Linked DNA regions of Mus musculus: region 1 is linked to region 2. A link is a contact called in public HiChIP or PLAC-seq data. All regions are on one chromosome and are shown on one strand. Each heading gives the region's core, a stretch centred on a gene start, on an enhancer-like site or on the middle of the called end of the contact. The rest is flanking DNA. Distances are from core to core; before and after follow the strand shown. Region 1 has its middle 33 kb from the start of Gm30568. Region 2 overlaps Ralgps2 (Ral GEF with PH domain and SH3 binding motif 2).

What was found. HiChIP or PLAC-seq counts read pairs in DNA pulled down with a chosen protein or histone mark.
Region 1: an H3K27ac HiChIP or PLAC-seq map of the HPC-7 cell line shows a contact between it and region 2, with 6 times the contacts expected there. The contact joins two enhancer-like sites. A contact is called at or near these places in 9 of 484 Hi-C or Micro-C datasets (B cells, the HPC-7 cell line, arterial endothelial cells and 5 more) and 7 of 115 datasets of contacts at active chromatin or transcription factors (the 230-238 cell line, the HPC-7 cell line, embryonic basal ganglia and 4 more).

The regions. Positions count from the first base shown.
Region 1 is chr1:157,046,118-157,050,618 of GRCm38.p6, reverse strand. No RefSeq gene overlaps it. Among named protein-coding and RNA genes, the nearest start is that of Gm30568, 33 kb to the left of the region's middle. Within about 2 kb of position 2,143, at least 100 of the 459 cell types and tissues checked have an H3K27ac peak or open chromatin away from gene starts, as enhancers often do. A contact at or near this core is called in the 230-238 cell line, B cells and the HPC-7 cell line, where this site is marked.
Region 2 is chr1:156,908,807-156,913,249 of GRCm38.p6, reverse strand. All of the region lies in intron 1 of Ralgps2 (Ral GEF with PH domain and SH3 binding motif 2), which reads left to right. Among named protein-coding and RNA genes, the nearest start is that of 4930439D14Rik, 28 kb to the left of the region's middle. Within about 2 kb of position 2,114, at least 29 of the 459 cell types and tissues checked have an H3K27ac peak or open chromatin away from gene starts, as enhancers often do. A contact at or near this core is called in the 230-238 cell line, B cells and the HPC-7 cell line, where this site is marked.

The DNA of each region.
Region 1 (4,501 bases), core at 894-3,393, 140 kb before region 2:
AGCCCTGTCTTTTGAAGTGAGCCTATTCCTGGGCCTTGTGTATGTACAGAGCAACTTTTCGTATCTTGTGAATGCATACCTGATGTTTGCAGCTGGTCACATCAATGGATGTGTTCCATGACCACTAGAATAAACCACCAAAACCATATAAACAGGTATCAACAAGAGCATCAAACAGATGGCGGTGGCTTAGAAGAAAGGCAATGTCTCTGAAGTTGACCACAGGCCCACATAGTTACATTTTTTCCATGAGTTTAGGAAGGTTGCTGGGGGCTTCTGGTTGTCTCTTTGAAACATTTGTCTATAGTTTCCACTGCAGTAGGCTACTATGTAATTCTACATTTAGGCTACTATGTAATCCTACATTTGTTCCTGAGGATCTTGCAGTCTGTTCTTGGCTCTAACCCTGTCTCCATCAGATGTGTAAGTCTTTGAGAACATCCCCAGTCTTATCATGAACAGACCCACCAGCTGACCCAGGGCAGTGGCTTGCTCTTTAGGTAGATTGCCTATGCTGCTGCTGAGTGTAACAGACTAAGATGGTAAAGATGGCTGGGGTAGCACTGGGACAGTGACTTCCTACACATCCTGTGTTTTCCAGCTCGTCCTCTCCTTCACCAGAACCCAGCCACCAGCAGCTTTCCTCTGTCTTTGAAGCATTAGACTCCGTGGCTTCTTCTCCATGACAGAACAGCCCTCTATCTCCTCAACAACAATAATAACAAACAACAACAAAGTATATTCTTACTCAGTGGGTCAGGGAAAGCTGCCCAGGGTGTGACCCCTGGAGTGATATCTGTGTACCTCTCCCTAGCCCTCGTCACCTCATACAGTCATGGAGATTTCTCTGGATAAGATTTCACCCATCCCAACAACCACTGATAACTGGGCAGCAGCTGGCACATGGCATCTGTGCCCAGGTCTCCTCCATAGCACGGGTCCTGAATTCTGTGTGGGAGAAATAAAGAGAAGGAGGAGGAAGAAGAAGAGGATGAGGAAGAAAGTTCTATACCTTTAGAGCAATGCAGATATAGAGTGTAACAGGACCCCTGTTTATTAGCCTGGACTTTTGGGGCCACTAAGACTCCATACGCACAAAGAGATGGGAGCTGCTGGGGCAGAGAGACCTGAGGCACAGCCCTTCTCAGCACACACAGCTGCCAACCTCTTCTCCCTTCAGACTTCAGACATCCTCAGTCAGTGAGGCAGCTTCCTCCTCCAGGTTCTGGGATCTATAGCACAATGGAGACCTGCATTAAGTCCTAGGAGCAAGTACACAGCGTAGAGCAGCTCCCTGGAAAGAGAGCTCAAAGTGGGATGAAGGAAGAAAATAGGATGGAAGGAAGCCTGCTGGTGAGAAGCTGGACCAGGCCAGAAAGGGTCCGAAGTGTGGCTGGTTAGCCTGTAGAATACCGGGTAATGGGATGACCAGGCTGGGCTGGCACTAATGGGGTCCTGGGGATATCTTAGGCCTAGGGTAGAACAATGAAGGCAATCACTTCCTAACACTAAGGTAATTGGGTAAGCCAAACCAAGTGTGGTGACTTGTACCTATAATCCCTACAAGAGGCTTGCCATGAATTTAAGGTCAGCCTAGGCAATACATTGAGATCTGCCCCACCCCCAAAGTGAGCAGGGGGGCCTCAGTGAACCCTCAGATCCACACTTAAAATCCACGATGTTCAGATTTGGTTGGAAGAAGGGAATAAATAGCTGTGTCTATTCTCCAACCTTACCACACAGCCATACTCTGGAGCTGAACCGGTGACCCAAGCAAAAGCCAATCCAGACTCCACCCTGCTCTGGCATAAGGCAAGTTTCTGCCTGCCTGTGTGGAGGAAACGGCTAAGCGTGGCCTCTACACTTTCAATCCAGCCAGAGCCTAACTTTAGCCTATGCAAAACCACGCCGGCTGCCTCGGTCCATCTTGCACCTGTGGTATTTGAATGCCTGTGCTGCCGCCCGGTGGGGCCAGTTCTAGGGCTGAAAACCTTTCAGATTCTTAAACTCTTTGTTCCCTTAGCAACCAACTCCCTCATACCCTCCCACCCCACAGGCAAAGCTGTTCTTCATTCTGCCCTGTGGGTGGGCCCCACGACCTGGAGGGGGCTCACAAAGGTTGCAGTTTGGAGCAAAGTGGAGGTTTGCGAGGTTTTCTGTGGCCCTGTGGGAAGGGGTAGAGTTGGGGGTAGAACCTTGTTTGCCCCGACCCTTCTGACTGCTAGCCTTTTGTTCTTGTTATGGCTCATTAGTTCTCTAAACAGAGGTTGAATAAGGAAAATGAAAGCAGAAAAAAATGGGGGAGGGAGTACTCTAGTAAAAGATGTGGTGGGGAAGGAAGTTAAAACCAACCATCATGAGATTTCAATTATCCCACCCACTGACCTCTTGCTGGTGCATAGCCAGGGGCCAGAATTAAATGCCACACGGGGACATGAAACACATCTTATGCCTGTTATTGGTCTTCAGTTTGAAAGCATGTGAATCCAGCCCCAGGATGCTGCACTGGGGCTCATTCATTGGAGGAGACCAAGCCCTGCCATGGGGGTGTCTAGGAGCACCAGGCTGAGTGTGGAGCTCTAAGATTTAAAGGGGTTGGGCTGTAGGCACGAAGACCATACAAGAAGCAGAGAAGCATCTTCTGCACACCACTTCCTGGAAGATGGCCAGAGTCTTGATGTCTGGGCCAGAGGAATTACAGCGCTTTAGAGGAACATCAAGGAACAGATCTGAGCCGTGGGAAGAGGCCAAGCAGTAAAGCCCCAAGTGCCCCTCTGGCAACAAAGGTGGGCCTAGCTGCCAGGAACATTAGGTCCAGAGTTGTTGCTCTCTGCTTTCCACCTCCTTTGTTCTTTCTCCTCATTGCACTGTCAAAACAAGATGCTAAGGCTCAGCACCATGAGCTGCATAGTTCTAGAATCTCAATGGTCCACTAAAAAGTGGCCTGGGGATGGGGGAATGCCAGAACCAGTGGAGAAAGAGGAAGCCCTGAGATAAGTTCTATCGGCCTGTGTGCTTGCTGTGCAGAGTTGTTGACCCCACTAGGAGCCCTGTCCCTACCCTGTCCATAGGGCTCAGTCAAGTCCTTGGCCCCTCAAGAGGCCCACCTTCTCCAAGGGAAGAGCTGCTGACCCATGTCCCTGGAATCCTTCTGACAGAAATCACAGACCACCAGTTTAGTTCCTACCTAGAAAATCGTGCCTCTGACTTAACACCATATCATCACTATATTGTTTTATAGACAGCAAGGAACATGGAGATACAACTCAAGCCATTTTTGGCAGTTCCATATCCCACCCTGAGTTAGGATCATAAGAGCACAAGGATTTGCTAAACCCACCCTCCAGATCAACCGCACAGTCTCAGCAGCTGTTACCTTGAGAGCTGGAGGTAGAGCTTCTATGGCAAACCCTAGCCAGAGGGCATTGTCCACACTGACCCTCGCTAGGAAGCTTTCTGGCTTTGCAGATAGGGAGCCTAGAAGAAGGTACTGGAGCAAATGTGTTGTCACAGTTTCAGGCTGTTTCCTCTCTGTGTAAAGCATGGCATCAGATGTTGACCAGCAGGACAACTACAGGAAATAAGTTCCCCAGGCTCCACCTAGAGAACAGAGTGGCATTTCCACCACGTGCAGTGTGTCTGGAAAAGTAGAGGAGGTGCTCACTCTTCCCTGTTAAAGTGGAGAAGAAAACATGCCTCGGAGGGGCCGGGCTATGGCCAGGCTGGGGATGTGGCTCAGTTCAGAGAGTGCTTGCTTTGCTTGCACAAAGCCATGACTCAGTGCCAGCATAGCATCAAAACAGTCAGTGTGAAAAGTGCCTTATGGAAAGGGTGGTGGCTCATGCTGTTAGTCCTAGCACAAGGGAGGTAGAAGCAGAAGGGTGATCATTGGCTACATAGTGAGTTTGAGGCCAGCCTAGGCTCTATAGAAGACCACCACTTCATTAAAAAAAATTTTTAAAGAATTTTTTTTCTTCTTGTAAACTATTAAAGCAAGTAGATCAGTCATTTGCGTTCTAAAACATACGATTTTGTCCCCCTAGACCATGGATGAATAGATGTCACGCAGATACAAAAATGTAGAGATGCTGGGGGAAGCAACACTTCCCGCTTATATGGTATTGTAGGGCTACCTTCGCTCTCATGGCTGCCCCTCATGCTCACAATAATTTATTTACTAGACAAAAATTAGGGTCTTCATTTCACAGAAGAAAAAGAAGTAGGTTACACGTTACATGGCTTCTCAAAAGCCTACCTCTTTCCAAGGGGCAGAGCTGGGGTTAAAACCTGGGTGCTCTGGCTTTAAATAATTTAACAGGGCTCTTCTAGCTATGCCAGGGATGTTTAACTGTGTACTTAACAGGAGATCCTCAAAGAGGAAAGGGATGCTGGCTTCTCTGTTTTATCTATGAGAAGTGTTGAGGTAGATGAGATTTTTTGTGTATGAGAAGTTTCAATGTGGTTTTGTTGAAGTTTCAAGGTTTTGTTGAATCGTCGGAGA
Region 2 (4,443 bases), core at 865-3,364:
TCTCTGGGTACTTTGAAGCCCTTACTTTCTGATTGCCGGTGATGAGAAATCTTCAGGGTTTTATTGTTGTTAGAAGTATTTTGCCTTTTAAATCACTTTTAAAAGAATTACTTGTTGGTTTAAAGTAGTACACGAAGAATGCAGTTCTTTTTGTTTGTCCTGCTTAAGGGTGGCCCAGAGTATGAGTCCCTCCCATCTTCTGAGTTCTGGAAACTTCAGCCTGGGTCTTGAGCACTTGCCTTGTTTCATCATCTCTTTTGGATCTGCTCTCAGGGCGTGTAGGGTTTACCCTGATTTTTACTTCTTACATGGTGTCTCCATCTGGACAGTGCTTTGTGTGTTGTTTTCCTGTTTGTTTACCATGAATTCCCTCTTGAGTAGAGTTTGCTATGGTGCTTCTGTAGTGAATATTAATTTTGTTTTAAACTCTATTTCTCTTTATGCCTTCCTTCGTTGAAAGCCACTGATTTTAGTCCGTTCTGCTCTGTAGGGTCTATCTGGTAGTTTTGGTGAGAGGTGAGCAGTCACTGTTGCTCCCTGCGGTTTACAGTAGGTTGTGTGCTCACAGAGTTGCCGATGCTCCTGTGTCGGGTCTGCCAGTGAGGCTTTGTTTGACTGGTATATAGTATGGAGTCCATGCTCAGATTTGTTTCCACTGTCTGTTGAAGAACTACAGTTGTTGTGAACTTTATTTTTAAGGCAGTGTCTTACCATGTAGTCTTGCTGGCCTAGAGCTCTCTATGTAGACCAGGGTGACCTCAAAGTCACAGATATGCCTGGCCATGTGAACATATTTTAATGTGGATTTCTTATGTTGAGGGTCTTGGGCCATGATGGTAATGTATATGCCTGGAATAGATTCTGTCTTCTGACCTCACATTAAGCCCAGGCCAACACAGTTAAGTTTATAGATCTTCCTGGCCAAGACACATTTTCCTCCCCAGCATCTTGCCACCGATGGGCCAGGCTCTGACCTCCCTAGCTCTGCTTCAGATGAGATGGGTGGGGTGGGGCTGGAAGGTGAGGGTGTAGAAGGTGAGGGTGTAGAAGGTGAGGGTGAGGGTGTAGAAGGTGAGGGTGTAGAAGGTGAGGGTGTAGAAGGTGAGGGTGTAGAAGGTGAGGGTGTAGAAGGTGAGGGTGTAGAAGGTGAGGGTGTAGAAGGTGAGGGTGTAGAAGGTGAGGGTGAGGGTGTAGAAGGTGAGGGTGTAGAAGGTGAGGGTGTAGAAGGTGAGGGTGAGGCCTTGGTTCTGTTTTTATTTTTTAGCGGTCTTGTCTTTTCTCTTCAGCTGGGAATTAAAATTCAGACTCTTTCTACGTTTCTCATGAAGCACAGCATGCTTTTAGATTATTTTGTCAACTATGTTACTAGAAATGGTCAAATGACCGAATCTTAACCTGTCGCTTTGTGGGCTTGTATGTAATATTTAAATACCATTTCCAATGTTTTTACCGCTTGTCTGGCTTTATAATCCTGCCCTGTGCATGGTTGCTTTGTTCAGGCATCCACTCATTCTTTCAACAGGTATGTAGTAAGTAGATGATTAGATGAAATATATTATATGTGTATGAATGCAAAGAGGAAGGATAATGCTTTAATTTTCTTTTAAAAATGTTATTCTTTAACATCAAGGAGCTAAAAGAAGATAAAATAAACAGTGTGAAAATGCCACTTTGTGGGAGATGTTAGGCAAGGAACCTTTTGTAACCCAGATATTTAGCAGAACCCATTCTTTTGAAATTTCTATCATAATAAATTGAACTTTTGTGATCTATAAATAGCATGGATAATCATGTAGTCCTGTACCCAAAGTGGTCCAATTCATAGATACTCAACATTTCAGTTGGCTACTGAATAGTATACATTTATTATTAAATACATGCAGCAGAGTGAGGCTGACAGTTACTGGTGTTGAAGAATAAAAGCCAACAGTACAAACTGAAAGTTTTCTCTATAAACTTCAAACTAGAATAAACTGTGTAACTGCAGCTGGAGTGAAGATGGAGAGGCAACAGAAACTGAAACCTTGTTGTTAGATTGAAGCCTAGAGGCTTCCCTAGTCAGAGCAACTGAAGCATGACTTGATGAGTCAAGAAGTAACAGCATAGTGGTATCTGGGAAACTCAGCAATGACCTGTGACGCTGGCAGCAAGTCTCTGTGTTCCCTAGTGGAAGCATTACAGTATAGACTTCAACACAGAGAAGAGTGCATACATAGACTCAGGTGCTAAAGGAAATAAAGTTTCGTTACATCAGAGGCAAAAATATGCAGCTATGCACTCAGATCAATCAACAGGGAACTTTTTTTGTCAGCTTTTATCCCTTGTTTGTTTATTAAAGGGAAAAAGAAAAATACTTTGTTTGGTATTGGAAGAACCCATGAAAAGATGGTCATTTTGGAGGCTAAATGGTTGATTGGGTGCAGTTTAATGGACCAAAGCAAGAGTCTAATGCTGCATATTTCAAGGTTTTCTGTCTAAGGGCTGATATTGCTTGTTTGAAAGAAACCAGAAGACAGCCAAATAAATGTCTTCAGAAGTAGAAAAGAGAGTAAGTTGAATTAGCGAACTTAACTAAGAAAATAGTTATTATGATATTTGTAGTCATGAATGAGAGTGCCACTTTATATTCCTAGGAAAATGAAATAAACTACAATATATATTTGTTTCATTTAATTTGTCTTGAGATGCATTTTTTTTCAGTTTCCCACATAATGGATTTTAATATAACTCATGAAATATTTTGTCTGACAAAATAGACAAAAACAGGCAACAGGGTTACTGTGGATTTGTGGCCAGTCTAAGTTCTAATTTTTTTTTTTTTTTCCCGAGACAGGGTTTCTCTGTGTAGCCCTGGCTGTCCTGGAACTCACTCTGTAGACCAGCCTGGCCTCAAACTCAGACATCTGCCTGCCTCTGCCTCCCAAGTGCTGGGATTAAAGGCATGCGCCACCACGCCCGGCATCAGTCTAAGTTCTATGGTTAGTTTAAAACACACACACACACACAGATTGAAAGCAAGCAAAAAAAAAAAAACCTTATTCAAGTGTATTGATGCTTATTTTTAGTCTGTATTACCTCTATTCAGTAAATAGTAATAAAATTTATATATCTAACATGTAGGGTAAAGATATAATCTTTTTTACAATTAAATAAAAATCTTTTTCTTAACACTAGGGGGCTCTCTAGATTTATGGATTCTTGTTCTATGTCACAGTGTAGGAAATCACTTGAAAACATTTTATTACAAAATGAGTACTATTGCCAGAAAATATTAGATCACCTTAGGCTCTAGTAAGTTCTAGACCAGTCTGGTTTGCAGAGCAAGGTGCTGTTTCAACACTACCCCCTTCTACACCAGGAGTAAAGTTGAAAGCAGGTAAAGGAAACAAGATTGAATTGTATTAATGCATAATGCATTATAAAGCTGGGTTTTTTTTTTGTTTGTTTGTTTTGTTTTTTTGGTTTTTCGAGACAGGGTTTTTCTGTGTAGCCCTGGCTGTCCTGGAACTCACTTTGTAGACCAGGCTGGCCTCGAACTCAGAAATCCACCTGCCTCCGCCTACCGAGTGCTGGGATTAAAGGCGTGCGCCACCACGCCCAGCTTAAAGCTGGGTTTAAAAATACTTACTTGTTTAAGATTGGGTCTCACTGTGTAGCCCAGGCTAACCTAGAACTTTCTGTGTAGCTTAGGCTGCTCTTGGGCTTGTGATCTCTGACCTTTGCCTCCTAGGGTCCAGGTAACAGGTGTGGCTCATCGTACCCAGCACAAGCTGTTCCTTTAGATAGCAAGCAAGTATCAGCCTCATCCTAGCAGTGGCCTGTATGGTGAGATAGTGTGAGCTAGAAGGAAGTTTCGTGCTCTTTATTGCCATACTGATTCTGTAAATGGTTCCTAAATCCTATTAATTCAAATGTATTTATTTTAGAAATTTAACATGTGCTTGAAAGCTGCTGTCAGCAGTTATAATTTTGAAGTTTTAAAACCCCAGGAACATGTTTTGGTCTGTCTGAGGAATAGTCTTACTCTTTCTGTGTTAGGATTTTCATGACACTCACCAGATATACTCTGATTGCCAGCAGTGTATTTAAACAGTTTTTGTCTTTTTTTTCCCCCTTTATTTAGAAGACTATTACATTTAAACTTTATGTTCATTAAGTAGATAATGAAAACGTTTGCACCCTCACTGCATTGCTACAGGAACATATTTACCATATGTAAGTGCATCTTAGCTCAGTCTTCTTCAGCACAGCTCTGGGAAGTAGATACTCATTGTTGCACATTTTATACATAAGGAGACAGTAAGAAAAGTTGACTTGTTGTGTTCATATGCAGACTATAAGCAGTCTTGTTTCAGAGCTCTTGATTTCTTTGGGAGTTGGAGGGGAGTTTGTACTAGGAATTGAACCTAGATCCTTAGATGTACACATTCTACTACAGAGCTG